Linked DNA regions of Mus musculus: region 2 is linked to region 1. Evidence: chromatin contacts called from public Hi-C data. All regions are on one chromosome and are shown on one strand. Each heading gives the region's core, a stretch centred on a gene start, on an enhancer-like site or on the middle of the called end of the contact. The rest is flanking DNA. Distances are from core to core; before and after follow the strand shown.

What was found. A called contact is a pair of places that touch in the nucleus more often than the background predicts.
Region 2: a contact with region 1 is called in a Hi-C map of the N1E-115 cell line, with 2.2 times the contacts expected there. The contact joins two enhancer-like sites. A contact is called at or near these places in 1 of 484 Hi-C or Micro-C datasets (the N1E-115 cell line) and 1 of 115 datasets of contacts at active chromatin or transcription factors (embryonic basal ganglia).

What each region holds. Positions count from the first base shown.
Region 1 is chr9:28,436,762-28,442,011 of GRCm38.p6, forward strand. All of the region lies in intron 2 of Opcml (opioid binding protein/cell adhesion molecule-like), which reads left to right. Among named protein-coding and RNA genes, the nearest start is that of Gm39313, 43 kb to the left of the region's middle. Within about 2 kb of position 2,895, at least 26 of the 459 cell types and tissues checked have an H3K27ac peak or open chromatin away from gene starts, as enhancers often do. A contact at or near this core is called in the N1E-115 cell line, where this site is marked.
Region 2 is chr9:28,567,032-28,572,482 of GRCm38.p6, forward strand. The region is part of intron 2 of Opcml (opioid binding protein/cell adhesion molecule-like); the gene reads left to right. Among named protein-coding and RNA genes, the nearest start is that of Gm39313, 170 kb to the left of the region's middle. Within about 2 kb of position 2,545, at least 44 of the 459 cell types and tissues checked have an H3K27ac peak or open chromatin away from gene starts, as enhancers often do. A contact at or near this core is called in the N1E-115 cell line, where this site is marked.

The DNA.
Region 1 (5,250 bases), core at 1,645-4,144:
GTCAATGCCATTATGACAATCTGTGATTTGTTTATGTTTTACTTTTAAACAATAAAAGAAAAGCAAGGGAGGAAGGAGCCTATGGTGATGGGTAAGTTTGCGGATTACTGCTCTAAAATTTATCTTCAGGAAACTCTGTGTCAAGACCTCTCTTAAAAGATTTGTCTAAGTGTCATTTAAGATTATAAAATTTCCTCTGAATTGACTCTGCCATATATTTGGTATCAGGTGAAAGCCGTCTGCTAATGTGCTTTTGTTTCAGAAGGCCCTGTGGAAGATGTGGCCTGGATTTGTGGCCTGTGGGCAGCCACTGAAAGGTTCTAAGCAAAGCCATGACACATCAACAGATCATTATGCTGGCTAGCACTCTGTACAAGATACAATGATGTGAACTGACAGAGCTGAGAATCAGAAATAAGACAGCCAGAGCCCCCCAGTTAGGATGCTCTTCCAAACAGCAGGTAGGGCTAAAGCCTGAAAAACATGGCAATGGATGAGAAAAAGTTGTTTTGAAGCAGTCAGAGGGCTCATTCCATCATGCCTGGATATTGTTTCATGTCAAAGTTTCTCCTTCTGATCAGTTGGCAGTGTACATGATAACACTGGGCACCTATCTATAGGAATATTCAATCAGACCCTCTTCTTTAGAAAAGGAGCACAATGAAAATCATCTTAATAAAAGACAAGGGAGGGGAGAAGGAAGTAATAATGAGAAATTAATGCCTTTGCTGGCTTTGGAGTGATCCAGACCATGACCTTTAAATTCAAAGGTTTACAAAGAATGCATGTCCTGCTTTGGCATTACCAGAAGATATTAAACCAGCCAACCCATTGTCTTGGAAATGATGTTTTCCTAGTTCAGTTTAATCAGTTTCTTCATGGGTGCATAAAGGGGCCAACAAGACGTCTAAATGGTTAGTTGCCCCAAGCAGTAATGAACTCAGTTCAATCCCCGAGACTCACATGCTGGAAGCCCTAGGAATTGTTCTCCATATGCACACCATGACATGTGTACCATGCACATAAAATAAATAAATGTAATACAACTTTTAAAAGATGCATATACAGTACAGTTTTCCAAAATTATTTAAGTTCTCTTATCAACATTTTCACAAAAATACAAGTTTTGATAACCATGATGATTATGATGAAGTTAATTACATATTATACTTCTTTGTGCTTAAAACCAAAATGTAGGAAGGAATTCATTCCATTCTAGTGAGTTATGAATACTTGCTCAAATAGAAGATTTTCATTTTCATCTAAAACTATCTTGGTCACCTACTGAGTTTATAGCATAATATGCTATATAAATATTTTTCTTATGATATTTTACCATCATGATTTCTAGTTTCATGAAAGATAAGGTCAGAATTTTAATATGAGATCTGAGAGCCCTGCAGTCTTAGCTGTTTATTTGTCTTCCTGTTGTTTCCTTATTGGATTTTTGGAGACCTTTATTTCTTATATATGAAAAAGAAGACCCAGTGTTAGCCTTGGCTGTGAACAGATTCCTGGTGATTTCATGTGTTGAGATGACCCAAGATCGAACCAATGTCTCAACTAGTTACGATCTTTTAAGGTGATTAAGGCCCACCCCTCCATTTACTATTCCCAAAAGAGGAACAAAGGCACTGTCCCCAGATGCTTTCATTTCTATACCATGCTGTGTGGTCCTGGGTAAGGGTCAGGCATCCCCACTCTTAACAGTTCCTTGCTCAAGAAGTCTATATACTTTTAAGTATTTTAATTAGTTGGAGTTAAGTGGCGCACGTTTGGCCATGTTTAGCTATTCAGAAAGAAGGGGGCTTTCTCCAATCATTCATTGAGCCATATTATACTATTATCAGTATGATATATAGTAGTGTCATGGCTAAAGAGGCCACTGTATGAAAACCAAGGCAAAGAACCCAGCATGCTCTTCTGCAAGTGATGCTGAGACTCCTCACACAATTTCGTGAGTAGTGTCTTTTTGATACCTGTCTTCTGCACCAAGTATGTCCTTTGGTATTTGTGTTTGACATTTTTGCCCAACATATTAATTCATTTCCCCCCCCAAGGAGAGTAACAGAATTAGCCATGAAAACTCTCCTTGGGGGCATCTTGAGGAATATGTGAAGGGACAAGGCATTCTGCCAGGTTTGGTATCATTGGGAGGTAAGGGATTCCAACGTGCTCTGCCTGGCTCTGTCGACATCTCTCAGTGTTCATTTGCAAGGTCACTCTGACAGAACTGGTGACTCACTAAAAAACTGGGATACGTATTTGTTGCTGAAATGACTGATTTCCAGGTGTGCAAGAAGTCAGAATGATCCTGTAATTTTCCAATAGGCCATGGTGGTGATTGAGCAAGGAGTGGTGAACGGGAATGGAAATGTTATATGAGTAGACAGACAGTCCAGTAAGGCCCGTAGAGGGCCAAGGGGAGAAAGCACTGAATAGCTACGGTATGAAATAGCTAATATCAGCTAAGCTCTAAGACACATATTTCTAGCTTTACCCTGTAGGCATTCTCCATCATCTTTTCTGCTATTAGAGGTCAAGATGCCCTCATTCCATTTGTCTCTGATCTTTGTCCACTTACTGCTGTTGGGTGGTTGGTGCCTGGAAGCTGCAGCAGACATGGGGTGTGTGTGTGTGGCAATTCTAGGAGATAGACTACATAGAACAAGTCAGTTGTAAATGTAACACTTGGGTTCTAGTGAGCTCCACCACAATGAAAATAAGCCTTGCCTCTTTGGTGTGTGGGTATTTCTACTTAAACCTATTGCCAAAATAGCACCTGGCCCTTGCTTCACAGACAGGCTGGCAACAGGAAGCCATGTGATCACAAATAATGTCTTACTCAGTGGGAGGTACTTCCCTGAGGATATGCAGCCAGAGAATGACCAAGAGTCTGATTGAGAAGAAGAAAGTGATGTCATTGCTCCCACACTAGAGATGTGGTTCCAGCATAGGCGTGCACCCTTTCCACCCATCCTGATATGCAGATTTTGGAATTTCTGAGTTTTATTTTTTTTTAATAGCCCTGCATTTCAGCTCTAGTGCTGGCAGTGTAGATTTGAGACTCTGGGCCGTGTAATTAACTTCACATCTGAAAAGTCACTGCTTTTTCAGAGCAGTGGGTCCTGCCATTGCTTCGGGCTGTTCAGGGGCCACGACTGTTCACATGGGGCAATAACTGCCAGGGAAGGAGTGCCAAGGCTCCTACTGACCCCTTAGAACCACTGCCAGTTCCATAGCTTGTGGACTCCATGTGAGGAGGCTGAGACTTACCTTTGTCTTGGTTGCTTTAATTGCAGTGAAAGGAGCTCATTGAAGGCAGCCAGAGGAGGAGGGGCTTAGGTCCCGGTATTTCAGGGGCAGGCAGGCTTTCTATTTTCAGTGTGACTCTCCCAATGGAAATCTCTTCCTCCCTTGCTCACTCCCTGTCTGCTGAATAAAAATTCTCCACACAGTGATGGTTAAAAACATCAATTAACTCTAAAACAATTATTATTTTTTGAAATGCCATTTTATAAATGTAATAACACGACACAATAATCCAGGGTTATTTAACAGAGCATTTACCCTGAAAACAGTCATTACTCTTTAAATGCAGTAGACTCTAGAAGCCTCTTAACATTAAATGGCAAGTGAGGCAGAAGCAATATTGTCAGAAATGCCACATCTGCTGCATTCATTAGCAGGGGAGGCTGGCGCTTGCCTTGCCCACCCGATGCCATTTTCTTGGCATTTCTTGGACCCCACAGCTTTCCTGTTTGGAGTGACATTGTCCAGCACTGATATGACAGCTGACAATGGAATGAAATGCCCAGAGAAGCATCTCCTCTGGTGTTGCCACCCTGGCACTTTGCCCAGGGAGGTCTGAAAGCTGATTTTTCTGGTCAATTGGGAGGTGCTCCTTCCAGGCTGGCTTCTTCTTTATGCCATTGGGTCTCCTCCACTGGGGCTGTAGGTGTGTGGTCACCATTCTATCCCCTTACCATTAGGCTGCACTGACATTTCTTGCCTGACATTCCTTTCATAAGACATGACGTGATTCATCTTTGTGTGGTTGTTACTGAACTCAAACGTTTCTGGTCTTGGACACACAGAAAATATAAGAGTGTTCTGTCTCTGCGTATGTGTGTCAGAGAAAGGGCTTTTTCTGAAATGACTAACAGATGGTCAACCTACCCTCGCATAAACAAAGTGCAGATATGTGCAGTATGGGAAGGCATGGACCTCAGCATAGGATGCCCTTCATGTGACTGTTCATATTGAGAAACTGTCCCAAGGCATTGTCTGAAGTCTCCCCTGTAATGTTGCCATGTGAATTCAGCAGCTGTCCTGCAGAAACATCTATCTCTGAGGCCCCCTCAGCTTTCTAAAGAACAGCAACTAAGCAACAACGGCAGAATTGGACAGAGCACCTAGAAGTGCTTAGGAACTAATGTAATGTGGTCCTGTGGGTTAGGTCCCTACACTGCTCCTTTGGCTTCACATATCAAATGTAGGTTCTGGGGCGGAGCATCCACGGCTGTGATCCCTGAAGGCAGTATCTAGGGAACCCCTTGAGACTCTAGTCTAATAGACCTTTTTATATCCACTTATTAATAAATGTGGAGAATCAGAGCAATTCCACTATATTTACAAATCAATTCAGTTTTAAACTTGGTCTTTCATATTAAGCATCGTCCTTCTTCAGGTTTACAATAGCAACAACCAAAACCCAGGTTGCGGAGAATTAGTGAGACTGTGGTCATTTCGAGCTTCTATCTGAGTACCCAGGATTCTTTAGGATATTTACCTGAATAGCCCAAGAGATGCCTATTGAAGAGTCTCAAAAGCTGCAGGGAAAAAAAAAAACATAAAGAGAAGGTTGAAAAGCTCAGACTATTTGAGCAAGAATGAAACTTAGAATTCAAAGGCATTGTATTTAAATAATAATAAAAAACTATAATTAGTATTTCTATAGGCACCCAGAGAAACTGAGTGACTTGTCTATGGTGAGATAGCTAATTAGTGGGAGGCAGAACCTAAATATGGGAATTTTAACTTCTAGTTCTGCTTTGGGGTGGTAGGATGGGAGAAAGATCTTTGTCACTTTTGTTTCTTGAGAAAAGAGGGTTAGTTGACATCTTTGATTTTGTTTTCATGACCGATTTCATGAATCCTCTATTTACTACACAGGCTAAATATAATGGAGTGGACCCCATCCCCTTTCTAAATACCTTAGTCTAGTCCTACAGTGGTTTGCTCTGTCCC
Region 2 (5,451 bases), core at 1,295-3,794, 130 kb after region 1:
ACTGCCATGGAGATACATAAACAAGTCTTATATGAAGCACCAGAGTCTTTAGAGAAACAGGGCAGTGATGAAAGACATAAGGGTTATGTCCTGTTTTCCTTTCTTGATTCTTTAGGAAAATACCCTGGCAAAAGCAATTTCAGGGAAAATGGGTTTGTTTGAACTTTTGGTTCAAGGTACAGTCCGTGGCGATGGGGAAATCCAGGCAAAAGGAGCTTGAAGAAATTGTCTCCCTCACACCCATACTCAGCAAACAAAGAGAAAATGAATGGAGGCTCATCTACCTTTCTCCATTTTATACAGACCAGAATTTCCTGCCCAGAGAATGACCCTGCCTATAATTAATATGGGTTTACCCTGTCAATTAACATAATCAAGATAATTTTCTACAAGCATGCCCAGAGGCCCTCTTCCCAGGTGATTCTAGACTCTGTCCAGTTAGCAATTAACCCTAAATATCACAGACACAAGATATTAACAGTGGGAGAACAGCACAGAAAAGGGGACCAGTTTATCTTACCTGCTAGCTGGACATGGTGACACACACCTGTGACCCAGCACCTACAGAGTGGAGACAGGAGACTGACAGTTTTGAATGTCATTCAAATGAATTTTAGAAACCATAACTCAAAAAGAAAACGAAATCTGCTTCTTGGAAATAGTCGTCTTGTTAGTTGAAATTATTATCTAATGCATTTTTCATAGAGAGCCCCTCTTTCAAACTTTGAGGTTATATATAGATGGGGAGTTTAATCCCATTATAGAAGTAGAACACAAGGATCACCAACGCTTTGGCTGCGAGGGCCCAGCCTCAAGGGATCAGACGTTTTTAAGTGCCAAGCTCTAGATCTCAAGCTCAATGTCCTACCTCATCATCTGTTTGTTGCAGTGCCTATTGTTGTGGGCCAGGGCTTGTGTGATAAGCGGAACAACCTGTAGTCTATGTACTGTATCTTGAGCGGTAGGTCAGTGCTTACCAGCTATGTAGCTATGTTGCTTACTGCATTAGTAAAAAGTAATAGAGTTAAGAAGTGGGGCTTCTTACAGTGCTTGGATGAGATCAGCAGGATAAGCTGAGTGGGCTGCATATTTTGAACTTCCCAAAGATGCATTTGTATGAGATAACATTATAGGAGAGTGGTCCTTACCCTTCCCAATGCTGCAACCCCTTCCTACAGTTTCTGATGTTGTGGGGACCCCCAACTATAAAATTACTTTTGTTGCTATGCCATAGCAATAACTTTGCTACTGTTATGAAACATAGTGCTAGTATCTTTGGAGATAGGATTTGCCAGAGGGGTTGTGATCCGCAAGTAGAGAACCACTGTTTTAAGGAGGATCTTTGTTAGCTTGGGCCCTGGAGAAACTTAATGTTTGAGTTAAAGCCTATTTAAAATGGGCCACATTATAGGTAAAATGGGACAGCATGATACAATATCTACACAGGCAGGCTGTATTGTAGGATGAGATCATTGAACGTCAAATCTTTCCAGTTCCACAAGGACCGGGGATTAGTGAGAGCCACTAAGGACAGTCTTCTCTTCCTCTGTATTCCCAGGAGTCAAATAACATGTGTGTGGCAAGAATCTGTTTATTCAGAACGACTATGGAATCGACAGAATTATTTCTAAATACGTTTAAGCCCAGTGGACTCCCTTAAACCTGTTGTGACACAGTCACAGCCACGAGAAAGGAAGAGGGGACACAAAAATTAAAGAGATAGAAGAAACAGAGAGCTTTCAGAAGAGTTCACAGACAATGGCTGAGCATGTACCACCCAAGGAGAGAGGATCAAAGTGAGTTCCCTGTGAATCAGGCTCCAAGTTTGATTTTCAATCGTGAAGAAAGTTCTAGAATGTGGGTGCAGAGCAGTTTCTACATAGAGCGGGCTCACCAATGTGAAGGTTAATTATGAGGCAAGAAGATGCCCCCATGAGGTGAGGTTTTCTGTGGCTGCTTTTTGTTGGCATCTCCAGGAGAGTGCGAGTACAGAAGAGGCCCTTTGATAGCCACGTTGGCAGCCGTCGACTCTCCCTGTGGTCCAGCAGGTTAATGTACCACTGCCAGCCCTCCAGAGTGAGGCAATCAGAAGCACGGCTTGATAGAAATAAAATGCAGTGTGGGGCTGAGAAGGGAAGTCTGCAGTTGGTAGCTCAGCTCCTGGCAAAACCCTCCTCCAATCAAGGCTTCCCTGGAAGGCAGTATTAGCAGAGTGGCTTAGGGGCACCTGTGATGCTTAGATTAATCTCGCCTTTTTGTTTTCTTTCCGGTCTATCTGGGCACCGCTGAGTGCAAGAATTTATGTTGGCTTCCTTCCTAGAAGGGAGCTACAGGCTGCAGAAAGAGGAAGTGTCATCATATGTCACCTCTCCCAGTGTCTCTGTGGCTGTCAGTCTGTCGCTCTGCCCCTCCTTGCCCATCAGCTCTCCTTTTTACATTCTCCTGTGATGTGATGCTGTGTCTCCCAACAGAGCAATGGTAACAGCACTGATACCCCACCCACAAAGGCGCTTTCTTCTCTTCTGGTATGTCAGCTCAGGCTTTCTAGAGGGAAATTAAGTGACTGGAAGGAAAGGGAACTGGGGCTTTGATCAGATGTCACTGTGGGGCCAAAGCTGCTTCCCACCCTTTGCAGACATCTGTAGCAAGTTATCTAATGTCATGGGGACTATCTTTAGGGGCTATTTTTGAAATGTTAAACAACCACTATCCCACAGTGCCTTGCAGCATTTGATTTAAGCAGTAGAGTCATTTTCTGAAAAATAAAAACCTCAGTGTAATGAACTAGTGGATGGACTCCTACTGTTTAGGAATAGAAAGGCTAAAGAAGTTTACAGTCGGTACTCCTCACTTGGGGACCACAGCACACACACCATCCTGGGGGGTGGGGTAACAGGGATCACCTACCCCATATGCATAACCTTCTCGGTGGGTGAGTGGGTGGGTGTGTAGGTGGGATAGCAGATGTTGCCTAGCCCCAGAAGTTTTTCCATTGGAAGTCAAAGGCTGGATTTTCTAAATTGTTGGAGTGGCTCTTTCCCAGCACATATCTGACTATTAATCACCATGGCATGCTGAACAGCACTTGTGACTTTTTTTCATGTTCTTTCCAGACTGGTTGCAATTAGGTTATGCTTTTAGATCTTAGAGCTTTGATAATAAGGTTCTTAGTATTCTGGAGAAGGGCTTAGGCGAAAATAGTGCTTGCTAGTAATTTCTTCCTATTTTTGCTGGGTCCAGTGGCAGAGGAGTGAATTCGGGGTAGTATCTTATTTCCCCCAGTATGCCAATGCCTAGCAAAACAGCAAAGGCCTTTCAGACCTAAGAATCAGTATCCTAGAAAATGCCATCTACCCTTGAATGGAACGCTGGCATGCCAAGGAGAGGTCTGGGCATAGAGGTGGGGTGGGGGGGTGGGTGGAATACAGAAGCAGAGATCCTATTCCTGTCCTCTATTCTGGCTGCTTCCACATTCCGCTGAGCTGAGCCCAGCCATGCTCCATTTATAAGAAGCAGCGTGCTAGTGTCTATCTCATGTGCTGTTAAATAGATGTGAGATGTCACCCCTATTTATTATTACAGCAGAAAACTCTTGCCTGAAGAGTCACCTTGATGAGACATGGGTTCTGGTGAAGAATCACAACCTGAAAGCTAGAGAAGCATAAAATAGAGCTTGGAGTTGAGACACTGCGAGTTTTCATTGACTTTTTATGTGGCCTTTTGGAGAATTAGATTTCCATTTTGTTATTGTTAATTGATGGAGTTTCGCAGATTTACTGGGAAATAGGGCATAGGCAGAAAATGTAGTCTATGTGAAAGGTCTCACACAAACTTTTACAGGGATGAGAGTGTTCAGAGGAAGACAATGGGATTAATTGCACCTCCTCTGTTTCTCACTGGTGCCTTTTTATGGCTCCAGAGCCAGTAATAAGAACCATTGGTACATTAAACTGCATTTTTCTTGTTGAATTATGGACTAATTGATTTATTACAGACGTGGCCTTTCCACTTTCTGTTTCTGAGCATCCTGCGATGAGGCTTGTTACCTTCTTGGCCCTATTTATGCTTCCCCATCGTGCAAGGAACTGGAAACTTAGCACTCAGCAGATGGGGGGAGATGCGTTCTGTAGATATCAAAGCTTTGTTGGTTAAGTGCCACTCTCTTCTGAGATGGATATCTCCCAAGACCCTGATAGTTTTGAAATATGCTCTAAATAACCTCTTTTTCCATGTCAACACAGGGATCAGTGGAGAAAGGTTATTTTCAGTTGCCTTCAAGGTTAAAGTTGGTTACTCTTCCAGATGGCAATTCTCTGGTTCTTGGGATTATGATACTGAGCCTCCCTGTGATCAGGACTCCTTGTACCAAGGATATCAAGAAGTGGCAGCTAGCCACAATGAAGACATGTAGAGATTAAAGGGTTAAGTCTAGACATATTGTCTATCACAATCCTGCTATGGTAACTCTAGGAAAAACAAGTTCACTGTCAGGAAGTCTCATCATCTCCATTTCCTGTTGCATCGGTCATTCATCTCCTAAGTCCTTCTATCCTCTTCTTCTCTGTGTGTCTTTCCTTGTTATTGTCATTTCCACAGACTTATTTATGTAGTGGCAGACCCTACTTGAGCTGCCACAGGGTATAGTAATTTCCTTGGAACTGCTTTCAAAATGGCCACATTGGCAACTGGTACAAGAGAACCTGGCTTAAAATGAAAAGAGTGAGCTCTCTGCATTAGCTTAATGTTAGAACCTGCAGCTTTGTGAGCTCAAGCTCAGCTCCCCTTGCAGGAAAGCAGGCGTGGCTTGTCATTTCTGAGGGTGGGGCAAACAGGCAAATGGAACCCCAGCCGTACTTTGACTGCTAAATCAAGGTCATGTGCTTGCTCAGTGTTGGATACACACATAGTGCACATGCTGGTGTTTTCATTAATTTTCCAATCCCAGTTACACATTGAGGATTTATATTTCAAATTCACACTTTTTAACACCCACAGGAAAGATCTTGAGGTGCAGCAGGCAGTGATTTTGTTTGTATGTGTTTGTCTGTTTTGGTTTGCATTTAACATTTGGAAGGTGGATTCCACTATGAGAGAGGAAGCCTGTGGTAAAGGAAATGTATTTCTCTTGGGTTTCTGGGGATCTAGCATTAAATGGTCATACATTGTGACTCTAATCAAAAACTGTGAAAATGCCTAGATAGTTCCCCATTCAGTACATTTATCACATCTTTTTCTGTAGACCCCAATAACACTGGGCGAAGCTCTCCCCACACCCATCTCCAGTGCGATAACAGCTGCCACAAACCCACTCAGCAAAACAGCCTGGCCCCTCAAGGGAGCACTTTTGGTGTTGACCTTAAAGAGCAACTCCAGTCAGGAATAAAGAGGCTCAATTGTTCATAAACCCGACATTTATTACTCGGAGATTCTTTCTCCACAGCACAAGCCGCT